Regions from separate parts of the Danio rerio genome. Here regions 1 and 3 are each linked to region 2. Evidence: chromatin contacts called from public HiChIP or PLAC-seq and Micro-C data. All regions are on one chromosome and are shown on one strand. The core of a region is the stretch at or near the end of the contact, and the rest is flanking DNA. Distances in the headings are between cores, read along the strand shown. Region 1 holds the start of myo1cb (myosin Ic, paralog b). Region 2 holds the start of pitpnaa (phosphatidylinositol transfer protein, alpha a). Region 3 holds the start of si:ch211-225b7.5 (a long non-coding RNA gene).

Evidence for each region. Hi-C and Micro-C count contacts between places; a contact is called where the count stands out from the background. HiChIP or PLAC-seq counts read pairs in DNA pulled down with a chosen protein or histone mark.
Region 1: a contact with region 2 is called in a Micro-C map of caudal fin, with 3 times the contacts expected there. The contact joins the promoter of myo1cb here to the promoter of pitpnaa in region 2. A contact is called at or near these places in 3 of 18 Hi-C or Micro-C datasets (caudal fin, hematopoietic stem cells and an unstated tissue).
Region 3: a contact with region 2 is called in an H3K4me3 HiChIP or PLAC-seq map of embryo, with 3 times the contacts expected there. The contact joins the promoter of si:ch211-225b7.5 here to the promoter of pitpnaa in region 2. A contact is called at or near these places in 1 of 18 Hi-C or Micro-C datasets (an unstated tissue) and 1 of 4 datasets of contacts at active chromatin or transcription factors (embryo).

What each region holds. Positions count from the first base shown.
Region 1 is chr15:30,772,350-30,776,035 of GRCz12tu, reverse strand. myo1cb (myosin Ic, paralog b) reads right to left here and starts at 1,706. Exons shown (of 32, transcript NM_001317189.1): 1 at 1,588-1,706; 2 at 1,314-1,498. The coding sequence starts at 1,406.
Region 2 is chr15:30,915,134-30,918,557 of GRCz12tu, reverse strand. pitpnaa (phosphatidylinositol transfer protein, alpha a) reads right to left here and starts at 1,290. Exons shown (of 12, transcript NM_200935.1): 1 at 1,175-1,290. The coding sequence starts at 1,191. It overlaps slc43a2a (solute carrier family 43 member 2a), which reads right to left. Exons shown (of 5, transcript NM_200251.2): 5 at 3,286-3,424.
Region 3 is chr15:31,102,195-31,105,542 of GRCz12tu, reverse strand. It overlaps si:ch211-225b7.5 (a long non-coding RNA gene), which reads left to right and starts at 2,064. Exons shown (of 2, transcript NR_170079.1): 1 at 2,064-2,190; 2 at 2,394-3,348.

The DNA of each region.
Region 1 (3,686 bases), core at 457-2,956, 140 kb after region 2:
GCGGGTGTAACACTCACAGTCAAACAGAGCATTTCCTTTGGAACTTTTATGCAATCCATAAGAAACATTTAAACTTCTGTCAGAGTTAATGGTCATTTTCCATGCACACACAGACAGATTTTAGTATACACCCTACATTCCTTGGAGTGTGCTGGAGCAATCCAGACCAATTTCTCAACATTAAGATGTGGTCGAAGGAAAAACATTGCAGAGATACAAAATACTGACTATATTCTCTATATCAAAAGCCATTTGACATTTTATAACTACAGAATTTCAAGTGTATTGAAAATAGTTGAAAACAAAAGACACATAATACTATAGTAATTTCTACATTCTATAATGTTAGTACTTGAATGAATCTGTTGGGGTAGTTCTTTACTTGCTGTGGTAGGACTCAATAAAATGCTGGGCTGTTTTAACACAGTGTTGGGTCAAACATGGACAAACTTTTTTAATCGTTTAATTAAGTTTGATTGGAAAAACATAACCAAGTTCTGAGTTTATCCCTATTTGACCCAACACTGCACATCATTTTTAGAATGTACCCAATACACTAAATTCTCAACAAATAGGGGTATATTATACTACAATACACCGGTTTACTGTAGTTATAGATATTCTGTAATATATATGAAGAGTTCAGATGCAAAAACCTCTAAATGCCATCTGAAACTTCTCCTAAAATGAGAATCTTTCCCAGCCACCTACGGTATGTTTGTGTTCAGTTATTTCACTTAAAAGGCAATGCAAAGAACGTAAAATTAAAGAGCCAACACACAAGAGTTGGAGAAAGATGCTAGAAGAAAATATCAAATGGCTTTTAGAGGTTTTTGCATCTAAACTCTTCATATACTGTAGTACAATATCTATTACAGTTTCTCAGTTCACTATATTGAATAAAGCAGCATGCTGTATCATTCAATAACATAAGAGTTGTAAATAGTATAATATATACACACAGTATAATACACTTTACCACAGTATGGTTCAAAACACTAGTATTTATTTACAATAAATTACTGTACTTTTTCATGTGGGCTCATTTAAAGCCAGTCAAAACCTTGCAATTTCATTTTGCGATGTTTGCTTCTATTATAGACAAACATATGCTGACAATAAAGATCTTGCTTACATCAGGGAAAATACTAAAAAGCCCTCATTTTAGGGGATGGACAGTTATGATCAACACAAAACATCCTGACAGAAAGCAATTTGTTATGAACGTGTTGTTTTCATGAATGAGTTTTAAATCCCATTCTGATACAATAAAGAAGTTTCTATGTTAATTCTGCAGTCAAAAAGTCTCTTACCTTTGTGCAGCTTTGGCAGTAAAACTCTCCATTTTTCCCAGGAGGCAGAATGATTTCTCCTGTGGGAATGAGCTGGATCTTCAGCTCCATCATGATGTGTTTCTTTGACTTAGTACGAGTGGCGTTCCTCACTAGCAGCCTGTGAATGAAGAGGCGCTTCAATCCGCCTCACTGCAGCTTCTGCTCTGTTGGATAGAAGAGAAAGAGGGAGGACATGGTTTATTACTGACAGAAACATGAAGCAAACCAGGTTGTGTGGTGTTGTCGTATTTACCCCTTGCCAAAAAGAGAGTCTGTTTAGGCTGTTAGATGTGTAAATGGTGTCCAGGTCTGGTCTGTAATGAAAGTATCCGGACACTGAGCTGCCCTGAGAGTCTGCCGTCAGGGCTTCCTCTCGCCTTCAGCATCCTGTCCTCGACATTCCCTGGTAAACACCGGAGGAGCTTTCCTCACTCCATTTCCCTTGCACACACTTGAAGCAGATACACATTACTGATGCATATTAAAAAAAGAGCGAGTTTTGATGATGACAGGTAAAAGGAAATATCATTTTTGAGGGAAAGAAGGGAGGTATGATGGGTTGGATGTAGCTTATTATAGGTTTACTGACAGGTTGTAATATCTTGACATGAACAATCAGCTGACCTTTAGCCAGACATGTTGTCCTCTGATTCTCTTTAGGGTTACACATATATGAACTGTTAATTAATTCATTCATTCATTCATTTTCTTGTCAGCTCAGTCCCTTTATTAATCCGGGGTCACCACAGCGGAATGAACCGCCAACTTAGTTTTTACGCAGCGGATGCCCTTCCAGCCGCAACCCATCTCTGGGAAACATCCACACACATTTACACACACACTCATACACTACAGATAATTTAGCCTATCCAATTCACCTGTACCACATGTCTTTGGACTATGGGGGAAACCGGAGTACCCAGAGGAAACCCACGCGAACGCAGGGAGAACATGCAAACTCCACACAGAAACGCCATCTGAGCTGAGGTTCGAACCAGCGACCCAGCGACCCAGCGACCTTCTTGCTGTGAGGCGACAGCACTACCTACTGCGCCACTGCCTCACCCTGTTAATTAATTAATAATTGATATAAAATAGATAAACAAACAGAATTATATATAGCAAATAATACTTGATACAGTTCGACTCCTCGGAAAACAATTGTAGATTGTTTCTTATAGTTAAGCATTCTCCTACAGATTTATCCCAATCAATCTAAAATTATAAATTCTTTCCAAAAATTTATTCAACTCATCTAGTGGGATTGTATTTTTATCGCAATATATCGCAAAATAAAAAAAATATTGCAATGTTAGATTTTTCCCAATATCGTGCAGCCCTTATAGATATATCCTACACTATTCTAATATATAAATCCTACACTGAGGACATATCTTATGTCACTACATATATGTAGGTCTATAAAAATCAATTTATTATTAATGGTTATAATAAAATTAATAACAATGATTATAGTAGTAGCAATAGTAGTTTCATACTTCATAATCATTACACTAATCATTACTTCCTTCATTTTCTTTTCGGCTTAGTCCACTTTTAATCAGGGGTCGCCACAGCGGAATGAACTTTAACTTATCCAGCACATTTTTTCCAGCCGCAACCCAACACTGGAAAACACCAGTACACACTCATCCACACACTCACATACACTATGGCCAATTTAGTTTGTTTAATTCACCTATACTGCATGACTTTGGACTGTGGGTACGCTAGCTATAATATATTTATTTATATAATGCATTTTGTCAAAATTTCTTTGCTCCATTAAACATCATTTGGGAAATATTTTAAAAAAGAAAAAAAATCAAAGGGATATATATATATATATATATATATATATATATATATATATATATATATATATATATATATATATATATATATATATATATAATACATGTATTACTTTATATTTGTAATAAATGTGTCAAAGAGGAGATGTTTTGTCTATATTAAATTGAATTTACTAAATTGATTTCATATACATAGAATATGGGTTAAAAAATGTTTCATAATCATCCAGCGTTCTCCAGCCCCTGGCGCATAGACTGCAGCTCTGCACAAGAAGTTTGGCTAGAGGAGAAATGGTTGGACCCAACTTTTTCTCTAGATTTTTTCTTTCACTTTCTTTGAAAAATGTAAAAATTTTATTCAACGTGACATATTTATATAAAAATCAAACAAAAATCTGTACTTGATAAAAAACTTTTAAACAATAAATGATCATACAAATGTTTATATTGTTGATTAATGTGTAGGGGCATCACGGTGGCACAGTAGGTAGCACGATCGCCTCACAGCAAGAAGGTCACTGGTTCGATCCTCGACTGG
Region 2 (3,424 bases), core at 41-2,540:
GTATTAATTTAGATTGGCTGGGATTATTCTGTAGGGGAGTAAATGAATCACGCATAACATGTAATAAATAAACTACAAGCATAAATGTGAAATAAACAGTGCATGCATAATGGTTTTGTGTATGTAAATGTAAAAATTACATTGAAAAGTCAACTCAACGTTGCACAACTTTGCGATGTGACTATTGCGAATGCACACATTGCGCTATCGATGCTGAAATGATGTATTGTGCAGCCCTAGTCTAAAGTGCTGCCATATTGTTGAATTATAGAAACTTAACAATTTGACTTAGCTTTAAAACATTTCTTTACATGAATGTGAAATTTCCAAAGTTGTGTAAGAACATATGTTGTACTTTAAAACAACAATGTAAAAATGTACAAGACTTTTGTAAAAAAAACAATGTAAAAGATTTTAACAAAATTACCATCCTAGAAATGATGTTAGAGACGCATCAAAAGTAGCCTATTTCTTAAATATATACACTGAAAGCAGGGAGGAATCACACATTAAGCTTGCATAACCATTTGGATTTGGGATACTTGACGAGTATGGCTGTCATGACATCATACCATCAACATAATGACGTTTAATACAATATTTACCAAGTCAGGACACATTCCAGTCGTTTGTTATGTAAATATTGTTGTCATAATAAGGTTAGCGGATTATCTAATTCCTGAATACGTGAAAAAACAGTATAATAATTTAAGTCTCAAAGTGCATTATGACGCGAGGTGCACACCGGTACATTATGACGCGTGACCGGCAGAACTGAGCATGTGACAATCACATTGATTGTACCTGGGTTTGTAAAGTTTTGTAACTTCAATGACCAAATAATGCAAATTGACCAAAAATGACCAAAATGTAAAGTAATGACCAAAGAAAACAAAGTAACTGCTGTCTGCTAACCATTATGTGGCTCTTTTTGAACTAACTGAAATATACACAGTATAATTCCAAATAAATGTTCATAACTTAATTCAAACTAACGTAATTTGATAAAAACGAACTCTCCCAAGAAAAAACATAAACATTAATTAGCCAGAATTGAAACATAAATCCCCTTCATTAGTCAACAGCCGGCGAAAGTTAACAAGCACGCGCCTGAAAGCCAAGTTCAGCGCACAATGAAAACTTCAGCACACCTAAATCTCACTAAAATACTTACAACTCCTTTATCAACATGTTATCTCCTTTGCCGCCCCGTGTCCAACATTCAAACTGGCTTTAAGAGAGTTTCCTCGTCGACTCTTCAGATCTGCCCGCCGTGACTCGTTTCAGCTCAAGTTCCTGGATTTCTCATTTCTTTAAATTCATTTCCTGAAAGATGTCGACAGGAGAGCCGCGTCGTCACAGCAACCACACCTACCGGCTTGAAAACGGCCGCAGGAACGGATCTAATTGGCCAAGAGCACGCACTGACCGTGGCGCCACACCCTGCTCTGATAATAAATAGTTCACGTAGAACTCACACTAAAATAGACGCACGACCTGACGGAAACACTCAAACACACGGGACAAAATCGTGCACATCGATGCAAGGCAGACGTTCTTGTTCCGCTGGTTTTCGGTTTAGGACGAGACCTCAGAAGAAATGATCTGGGTGTGAAGGTGTTGTTGTAGCCTCTTTGAATGTAAGCCTGTGTCAGACCTGACTTTCCGGTCAGTCTGACGAGTCTTTCTCCATTCCGTGGGAATTATCATTGAACTCTGCTGCTATAATAATACAACAGCGTCAGAATAATAAGCTCTGGATTTAACATATTAGATATTTAAAACGGTTATAACAATTTATATATAGAAATCTTTCCCGGTGATGGGTTGCAGCTGGAAGGGCATCCGCTGCATAAAACATGCTGGAAAAGTTGGTGGTTCATTCCGCTGTGGCGACCCCAGACTAATAAAGTGACTAAGTTGAAAAGAAAATGAATGAATGACTATATGGAAATCATATTAGTATTAAGGTTTCTGATATGAAAAACTAACATTAAGCCCTTTCCAGTCAGTCTGACGAGTAACTATTCTTGCTTCAATCTCAATTATCATTGAACACTAGTGCTATAATAATACAACAGTGTCAGAATATAATCAATTCTTGTTTTAGTATATTTGATATTTTAAACTTATACCAATGTGTATATGGAAATCATATTAGTATTAAGTTATATGAGAAACTTTAACATTAAGCCCTTTAAGAAGTTCTGGATATTTAGTTATTCTGTTGCTGACTATAAATGACTTTATGGAAATTGTTGTAAGGAACATTCAAATGACTAATTCGAGGTCATTTATCAGGGCTGTACCAGCCTGGTGTAAGGGAGTGGTTCTTTTTTCTCATAATGTGAACCTTTTTGCAGTTATTGGCCTAATTTTCTATTTATTTATGAGATTTTAGTGACATTTTAAGCACTATTTTAGCTGGATTATCTTGTCAGATGGTCATCATAACCACACTTTTTAATGTACCAAAATATTTCCTAAGGATTTAGAATAAAGAAATATGAATAAATACTTATTTTTAAAATAAAAATGTATTAGATTAAAGTTATTACATTAAAGTTTTAAATTAAAAACTGTACTCTATTGTCATTTCTTAGGCAAAAAACTAACCAGCACATTCAACTTTCTTCAGTCAGAATTCAGCTATTTGAATATATATATAAAAAAACATAATAATAATATTTTGTTGTTGTTTAGTTTTTTTATTTTCCTCTGAATTTGGTTGAAAGATTAAGGAATTTAATTACCACCCACTATTTTTTCTTTAATATTGTGAAATAATCGTATTATGGTTTTTCTTCTCTCGTGTTGGCGTGGGTTTCCTCCGGGTTCCCCCACAGACATGCGCTATAGGTGAATTGGATAAACTAAATTGTCTGTAGTGTGTGCGTGTGTGTGAATGAGAGTGTATGGGTGTTTTACAGTCTTGTGTTGCGGCTGGAAGAGCATCTGCTGCATAAAACATATGCTGGATAAGTTGGCGGTTCATTCCGCTGTGGTGACCTCTGATTATTAAAGAGACTAAGCCGAAAAGAAAATGAAGGAATGATTTCTCTTCTCCTCACTTGTAATAACTCTCTGATTGAGAATTGCCAACAAAAAGAGTTAAACTAAAACTAATTTAAAATAAAGAACATGCAGCACTTGAAAATGAAGCCACACTGCCATCTACTGTAATGATACTGAAATTGATATCAACTTTCAGTAATTCATAACACTCTGCCATTAGACGGCGGCTATCTCACAGTATTAACATGATCAGAAATAAAAACCTTCATATACAAATGAATAGTTTTTTATTTTCACATATTGGATATTTTGTTGAGACATTTATTCAAAAAGGTGCTATATAGTAATAGAATGAAGAAACCCAAAAGCCAAGTACAGTAAAACGGCCACAAAACAAAAAGAGAAAAAC
Region 3 (3,348 bases), core at 815-3,314, 190 kb before region 2:
TTGCGCGCTGTCATAATCGGGGAAGTGGCGCCATCTAGTGGAAGATGTCAGGGTTATTAACCAACTAAAACTGAAACCGTTAACTGTAACAGACTACAGTAATAATCACTAATGTTTTTTGGGGGAATCTTATATTTGTTACTGACTAGCCTAATAATTTGTGTAAATTAAATATGCTAACAAGGCCATAACATCCCTGCTGAAAAAAACAGCATATTCTGGTAAGGTGTGTTTTGATGCTGGTCTTGTTGGTTTCAATGCTGATCTTGCTGGTTTCAGCATTGAGACCAACACTGAGCACTGATACCAGCAAAAACAGCATTAAGACCAGCAAAAACAGCACTAAAACCAACAAGACCAGCAATAAAATCAGCAAGACCAGTATCAAAAGATACCTTATCAAACATGTCACGTGTCAATGTATTTTAGAAAATATTAAGTAAGTTAGTATAACAAGAAGTAAATTCTTTCTGATTTTAGTTTTAAAACAATTGTAGTTGTACTTTAAGCAATATGTCTCGTGACGAATAACTTGAAGAACTCAAATGATACCATTTTTACAACAATAAACGACGACATTTGAAGATTGAATAGTTTATATTAAGTGATGTTGTTGGTCGTTTACATTTCTATCGTGAAATGTTTGTCATAAAATCTAATATTTCGTTACATTCATCTTACCTCGTCTCAATCAATGACCTTTCTTTTTCGCGCTCTTTCTGTCAACCGTGAACTCCGCCTACTTCATTAGCAACTCAATTATTTTACATTGGCGATAGCCCTGTAGCCACGGGGGGACTGACAAAGGTGCAGAATTTGTACCATACATGAGATCATTTGTCTTATTTTGACTGCTATGCCATCATAAAGAGTGAAAATAACCCATTGCAAAAAGCGAACCTCGGAATCCTCTGCTGGCTGTTGCTTCGGTGGGACTTCAGCTCATCAGTTTTGGCCAATGCAATGCTAACAAATATTTTACAATCTGCCATAAGAAAAGTCATCTTTCATCACTGTATTGTTTTAAAAAATAAATACAGGTAAGTTATTCCATCTTGGACCTTATTTTTTAAATAAAAATGAGCAATAAGGTGTGAAGCACCAAACTTGGACCATATTGAAAATGATATTTTGACTAACGATATTGTTGTTATATATGAATTTTCAAATGTACTTTTTTTATTTTACAAGAGAGGCTAAATTGTAAAAGCTCCACATTATTATTATTATTATTATTATTATTATTTTAATTATTTTTTTAATCAAATAGCTAAATTCTGACTGAGGAAAGTTGAATGTGCTGGCCAGTTTGTTATTTGCCTAATAAATGGCAGACTGCAATTTAAAACCTCAACAGATTCATTTGTTTCTATATCATGTAAATAAGTATTGTTTTATTATCAAGAACTTTTTCATTATAAACTTTTAGGAAATATTTTTGGTATATTGAAAAGCGTGGTTTGATGACTATCTGACAAGCTAATCCAGCTAAAAATATTGCTTAAGATGTGACTAAAGTGCAGTATTTAAATCTCATAATTAAATAGAAAATAAGGCATAAAGCTGCAAAATGGTTCACTTTAAAATATAAAAATAAAATAACCACTGCTTTCACCAGGCTGGCTACGGTTTTTTCAATCCAGTGTGTATATCTGTCTCTTTTAAAGACTCAAACATCATAATTAATAATAAGTTTAAAAAAAAGTTCATTTATTTGTTTAAATTAGTCAGAAGTGAGGGAGGCTGAAGTTGATTAAATAACCCAGTTTGGACCTATAAATACCCAACATAAAGGGTGTAAGCCAATAAAATATGAGTCAAAGGCAATAAAATGTCTTATGAGTAACAGGACATCAAACCCATTCGCTCATTCATAATTCGCCCAGTGCTGCCATCTATCGGCCACTTCTGCAGATTGGGTTTACAACAGAAGTAATTATAATATTGAAGCATTGGTAGCAAACTTAATGAAATAAATAGAGTTGTGCATGTTTTCGTCTAGTTTTATTATCTTGCCCTATTTGACCGTTTTTCAAAAAGTGCTAACTTTAGTGGTCACGTGACGAACAACAGGAAGGGACGCGAGTCTTCTTCAGGACAAGAGAGTTCCTGAATCCATCAAAGTGTGGGAGGAAATCACCTAAAATATCATGGACCAACTTGCAAATGTCATAGGACAACAGCACATGGGTAATGAAATGTGTTTTAATTGTTTAAGAAACCTTTTAACTTTTGCAGTGACGCTTTATGACATATAGTAACGTTAGTACATCCTTTGTCATTTGTCTTTCTCGTGACTGCTGACGTCTTAGTAACTTAAATATATTCAATTTACTCATTTCTATAGTTGTTTAAAGTTACCTAAAGCATTAAAAGAGTGAATTTCTCCACAGGTCTGACTGTAGGATTGAGTTTGTTGATCATCGTTGTGATTATCGTCCTCGCTGCTGTTGTTTACACTCCACCGGGCGCCGTTACGCGCTGCTTGAGGAGGAGGAGAAGCGAAGAGCAGCTCTCATTGACCGCTAACAGAATATCATGACTTATGATGATGATGATGACACAAATTAATAATAACTACATGGATCTCTGTGTTGGACCCACAACAACAATAAACTGTTAAACCGTAAATATCAGAACAACATTTACTCCTCAGTCTGATAATGGTTTAAAACATAGTGACATCCCAACAAATCACAGTTTGCACAGTTTTTCCAGTTTTTTCGTGGTGTTAGATGAGATCACACTTTCCACGGCAGATAAATAAGATCCAGCCCCAGACGCCATGATGTTGCCTGAATCTTCTTCAGGTATCTAGACAACAAGTCAGCAGAGTTTCCAATATTCAAACCTGTTAACCAGTATTCAAACAGTGTACTGTAAATATAGGAGTTGACTGTGTACAGAAGCCAGAGAAGAGCAGAAGCAGGAGACGAAGTGATGATAAGAAATGAGCAGTGTTTATTGAATAATCTTAGTTGCATGTGTTTCAGTGCGCTGTTATACTTCATCTGAACAGCACAAATTTAGCAATGTTGTTATACAGACCTTAAATTTGATACAGGCCCTCATATCAGTGGAGAGAAACATTTCATGAAACCATCACTTTAAGACTAAACAATAAGAACAGGTAATAATAAATATCTAAAATAAAGAAATCAAATCAATAAAGGATTAATATAATGAATAACGAAAACATAAATGAATAAAAAATATGAATCAAATAAATGAATAACTAAGATTTATAATTGATTTTATGGCCATAAATGAAATTATCAATGTAAAACAAATAATAATAAAACAAAACGATATATAACATAGAATTGATTTCATTTAAAGCACATACAG